2 separate regions of the Hordeum vulgare genome follow, and region 1 is linked to region 2. Evidence: chromatin contacts called from public Hi-C data. All regions are on one chromosome and are shown on one strand. Each heading gives the region's core, a stretch centred on a gene start, on an enhancer-like site or on the middle of the called end of the contact. The rest is flanking DNA. Distances are from core to core; before and after follow the strand shown.

Region 1 (2,809 bases), core at 71-2,570, 260 kb after region 2:
ATAGACAAGGACGCTTCTTCGTGGACCCCTTGTGGGTGGAGCCCTCCATGGACTCTCGCGGTCGTTACCCTCTGTGTGTTGAAGTCTCCACTAACATGGGCGTACGATAGCACCACTTATTGGAACCACGCCAAAAATCGTCGTGTCTTCTTTGCGTTTGATCTTCCTAAACTCTACTCCTTACTACATATGCAATGTCTTTACTTTTCACTATCATATTTGTTGACTAGCATGTGTAGGGTGCACTAGACTTGTTAGTAATGCTAAAACTCTGTCAACCACTAAAATTGGGAAAAGGCTAGGATTTTAATTTATGCAAGTAGTTTATTCACACCCCCCCCCCCCCGCCCCCCGCCCCTCTAGACACCCCTTCTATTGATCCGACGGCAAGGGTGACGGCTGGCAGCTGGCGAGCCCGATGCAACTGGAGCGAGCGAGCCCAGGGCGGCCAAAACCGACGAGCCCGACACCCAGCGACGGGGCCAACAAGGAGATGAAGGGTGGTGATGGAGCTTTCCCGGTGGGGAAGAGCCGCGACGGGCGGTGTAGGGTCACGGGTGAGCGTGTGGTCAACGATCGTGAGGGACCGTCGCATCGCGAGGCCACCAGGTCAGTGTAGAGGCCCCGATCATGTGGTTAACTAGTGTGTATGACGTTCGTAAATGGGCCGGCTCATCTAAGCGCTGGTTGACGATTTTTTTTTTAAATGTGAACTTTATAAAATATTGATGATTTTTTTTAAATTTCAACGTATATTTTTAAGGTTGATGAACTTTTCTTTGAAAATTGGTGAACTTTTTCTTAAATATTAAATTTCTAGGAATTGTTTTGAATATCGATGAACTTGTTGAAATTTGATGAACATATTTTTGAAAATAGATGAAATTTTATCAAAATAGATGAACATTTTAAAGGTTTATGAACTTTTTCAGTTCAATGAACTTTTTTAAGAAATATATGAAGTTGTTTTGAATTTCTATGAACTTTCGTTCAAATATAATGAATTTTCTAAAAGTTTAACGAGCTTTTTCCAAATTGTACGAACTTTTTCCAATTTCAATGAACTTTTTTTAAATAGATGAACTTTTTTTAAAGATATGAACTCTTGATCAAATGGATGAACCTTTTACTTTAAAGTTGTAAACTTTTTTATTTTTATTTTTATTTTAATAACAAATAGAAAATCTGGGTGTATTTTTCTACTAGATCAACATAAAAAAAACAGATTAAAAAAACTGCAGAACACGCTAGTGGGCACGACTATGCTAGTGATGGTACACGCGTCGGATTGTTAACGGACGTTTTCAGCGCTGCATTGGAGAAAAGCCTATTTGCCACTTGCTGTGTGAAAGTGTCGGTGCTTCGTACACATGAGGGACCGAGCACCGCCGTAAGGATCGGCCCTTTTTAAGTGTTCGAATGCACCGATTTTTATAATATTCTAGAGATTCCTAGCTTTTTTTGGTTTTTGGAAACTTCTATAAGGTTTCCGGAATTGGTTTCCTTTTTTATATTTTCTGTTTATTTTTCTTATTTTTCTTTTCTCTCCCATTTGTATTCTTTTTCCCTTTTCTATTTTTAAATCTTTTATTTTTGTCAAGTTTATTTTCTAACAAATGTTTCACAGTTTGAAATTTTGTTCTTTTTTAAAATAAAATAAAAAAATCACAATTCAAAATATGTTCAAGGCTTTATAATTTGTTCGAGGTTTCAAAATTTCTTCACAACTTCAAAATTTTGTTCACAAATTTAAAATGTCTTCATGTTTCAAAATTCATTCACAATTCAAAAAATGTTTACGGTTTCAAAAAAAAATCACAACACGAAAAATGTTCATTATTTTATAAAAAAAATTCCGAATTTGAATTTTGTTCATGTTTAAAAATTTGTTCACATTTCAAAAAATGTTTATGATTTCAAGATTTGCTCACAAATTGAAAAATGTTCATAATTTTACAATTTTGTTCACGAATTTGAAATTTGTTCATGTTTCAAAAAAAATAAAATTCGAAAAATGTTCTTGGTTTAAAAATTTGTTCAGTATTTTTAAAAATGTTCATAATTTTACAATTTAGTCAAAAATTCCGTTAAAATAATATCCAAATTTGTGTTCTTATGTTTTGAAAAATGTTCATATTTTTCAAAAAATGTTCATATATTTCAAAAAATGTTCACATTTTCAACATAATTTTCAAAATTTGAGAAAATGCTCATATTTCTGTAAAATGGTCGTGCTTTTCAGAAGAAGTTCCTGCTTCCAAAAATTGTTATTGTTTTCATTTTGTAGGATTTGCAAATAATGTTTGTGTTTCTAAAATAGTTTGCAAATTTAGAGAAATGAAATTTTTTCTAAAAGTTATTCATGATTTTCGAACGTATGGCCGTTTTTCTTAAATTGTTCATGGTATCCCCTATTTACCGCTCTTTGCAGCAAATGGTCGGGCAAACGCACAGAACTGGGTGGCGGAGGATTCCATTTGCTGGCCCATTTAGCACTTCAGTGATCCTGGTTCTGGGAACCTTCTAAGGTTTTTCATGGTTTTCTTGTTCAGTTTTGGAAAACTTCTAGAAGGTTCCTGAACCGGTTTTTCCATTTTCTCTTTTTCTTTCTGTTTTTTTTTGTTTCAAAGAATGTTATGGATTTTCAAAAAATGTTCTGGATTTCACAAATTGTTTTTCAAATACGAAAAATGTTCCTAAATTTCAAAAAATGTTCTTGCTATTAGCAAATGTCCCAATTTTCAAAACATTACTGTTTTTCAAAATTCATTCATGAATTCGAAAAAATTTAGGGCTTTTGAAAAAATAT
Region 2 (2,700 bases), core at 134-2,633:
CTGGAACTGATTCGGTCTCTCCTCATTGCTTTGATTTCTCAAGGAGACACCAGAACCCCTTCTTAGAAGGCCAACTGTTGTGGTGGATCTACTAGCGTTCTCCTCCATGGAAAACTCGTGTTACACTTCTGCAGCCACAATGCAATGGAAGTTACGAACTAATGTTGAGACAAACAGTCAGAAAGGTAACCTCAAATATGTAAATCCGCGTGTAGAAATGGTACAGTTCACGCAAGAAAACGGGAAGAAGGTAATGATACCAATCTCCAATAGCACCAAACAATCCAACTTTGCACCTACTGTTAGTTAAGAACATTTAACTCCACTCCAAGGAAGCTATATCCACCTATGTTTATGAAATTACATCAAATGACTACGTTGCAGCGGCTCTACAAGTTAACCGGCCGCTCTTCAGTTTTTTCATTTTAAGCAAAGCTCACAAAAAATATATTGGAAAATATTTCCTAAAACGTAATCAATAGATTTTTGCAACAGAACTGGAACAAAATAAGACACCCTGTTCATTATCCTATCTGCATCTTGGCCATCATCTGTTCATTATCGCGAAACCAATTGGAATTAGCAGTTGAATGACAATGACTTGATCGAAAGCTCCATATAACAGTTTAGATTGTGATACAGTGATGCCGAATTTCCTGCTTCAAACAAAGAAGGGACAGTTTGGGACCACCCATACAATATAAAAACACTTGGGGGTCCTGGATAACTATATCATGCGCAAACATCATTTCTACCACATAGTAATTTATTCCAAGATAGATACACAAACAGGAAAAAACTGCCGATCGATTTACAGAAACAGAGAAATGCTTGCAGAAAACCCAAATCACATAGAGAAAACCAAAAGCAACCAAGTTTCCTCTGCCTTCTGGATCATAAACGCACACAGATTGCTGCACAATATGCATAACCTCTGGAACTACAACGATCATCGACGCAACCATGTACTAGCAGCGGGAGGCTACAGATGGAGGGCGGGGAAACGAAATCGACGGGGGAATCAACGAATCCGAAGTCCAAACGATCGACAGCGCCCACATCGAAGGAGGTGAACGTCGCAGGCTGGAGACCCTCTCATCTCATCTCCTCCTAAACAAAATCCCCACGCTAACACTAACAGAAACGAAACGAAGGCAGGGAAGGAAACGATCGAGGGAACGGAGGTTTCCGAGCCCGTCCGCTTCCCCCCTCTATCTAATCGAAGGCACGCACGCGGAGCGCGCATCCATATCCATTTCGTACCTCCTCCTCCTCCTCGGACCGGCGGCGGCGGCGGCGACCCCTTTCTTTTCTTTTCTTTGTCCTGGTTTCCTCCTCCCGACGCGGAATGGAAACGGAGGAGACGGCGTGCGGTCCGGACGGGGAGGATTTGGTCAGATCCGAGGCCATTTATTTAGCAGCTGGCCGTAGCGGGTCGGGCGCGCGGTGGCCTTTAGCGGAGCCCCGTCGCGGCCACGTGGCGCGACGACCCGTGCGCGGGTCAGTGGTGGCGCGCACGCGGAACGGAACCGGGTGCGGGTGCGTCTGCGTCGTGGTGCGCGTGCGTGCTTGACCTGCGCGCACGGGGGCTGGCGCCGCCGGTTTTTGTGAAAGGAAAACTGAGCTCCTGTGTATTGTATCTTCAACAAAAGGATGACATGGGGGTTCTGGACGATTGGTTTTGATCGGGTATGTTAATGTGCTGCTATCTCATCTGGTTTATTAGCATTTAGTAGTGCAAAACGTATGTTGGAAGGAAGGTTAATTATGGTGAGCCATTTTCTTTGCTTTCGCTAATTTAGCTGGTTCAATACAAAATTCAAGAAAGGATGTGCGTGATGTACACGGCGTAGGGCACCCGGTTCCGGGCTTCATGGTGAGAACCTATGTCCGATTCGAGTTTGTTATACCTCACAACGAGGATGTTTTTTTAGTGTATGAAATATGCTTAGACTGATTTTTCAGGGTAAGATCTGGATTCCGACCTTTATGGTTGGATCTGGTGACAGTGGCGCGTGGACGTCATCTCTTTTCCGAAGGCGTTGTTGTTGATGAACGTCGTTGTTCGTGTGGTCTATTATGAAATGGTTGGGGATATCCGTCGCAAGGTCTATCCACCGAAGAAGGTCCTAGGTTCCTCTTGCGCCAAGACGAAGATCTGCAAGATGCCCGTACTTCTGATCTAGCCGGAGTGGCGGGTTTCGGAACTCTCCGTCGGCGATGTGTGTGTTATGCCTCGAGATTGCTGGATTGGGTGGAATTCGATCGTGCCCATTGATTCTCCATTAAGGAGAAAGAGGCACGAAGCTCTGCTATTTGTTTCTATCAAGAGATACTTTCCTCTATGGTGATGTCAAAGGCGGAGAATGTCAGAAAAAACGAGATTGAAGGACTAGTAATGGTGATTGTAGCCTACGCCATTGAGGAATTTGCTTGGAGTTTCGGAATTTGTAAGAGTGGTATGTAAGTGGGGGCGACATCACTCGTGAAGTTCAAGGTCCTACTTTTCATGGTGAAAATCTAAGGTCTCGCATTGGCCTTGTTGAAGACATTGTTTTGAGAGTGGGGATTATCTCCAGGGTGAAAGCCCAAGATTTACGATCGGGCGACGACGGTGCTAGTGCACTGTTTTCTTCTTGGAGGCGTCGTTTTTGAAGTACTTGGACGTCAGGTGTTGTCTTGGTGGTGGTTGTGCTGCTG

What was found. A called contact is a pair of places that touch in the nucleus more often than the background predicts.
Region 1: a Hi-C map of leaf shows a contact between it and region 2, with 2.4 times the contacts expected there. The contact joins the enhancer-like site here to the promoter of LOC123411230 in region 2. A contact is called at or near these places in 2 of 6 Hi-C or Micro-C datasets (leaf and seedling).

Annotation. Positions count from the first base shown.
Region 1 is chr7H:573,581,706-573,584,514 of MorexV3_pseudomolecules_assembly, forward strand. No RefSeq gene overlaps it. Among protein-coding and RNA genes, the nearest start is that of LOC123407235, 140 kb to the right of the region's middle. Within about 2 kb of position 1,321, at least 3 of the 3 cell types and tissues checked have open chromatin away from gene starts, as enhancers often do. A contact at or near this core is called in leaf and seedling, where this site is marked.
Region 2 is chr7H:573,323,639-573,326,338 of MorexV3_pseudomolecules_assembly, forward strand. It overlaps LOC123411230 (E3 ubiquitin-protein ligase RLIM-like), which reads right to left and starts at 1,384. Exons shown (of 6, transcript XM_045104168.1): 1 at 1,264-1,384; 2 at 1-128. The coding sequence starts at 108.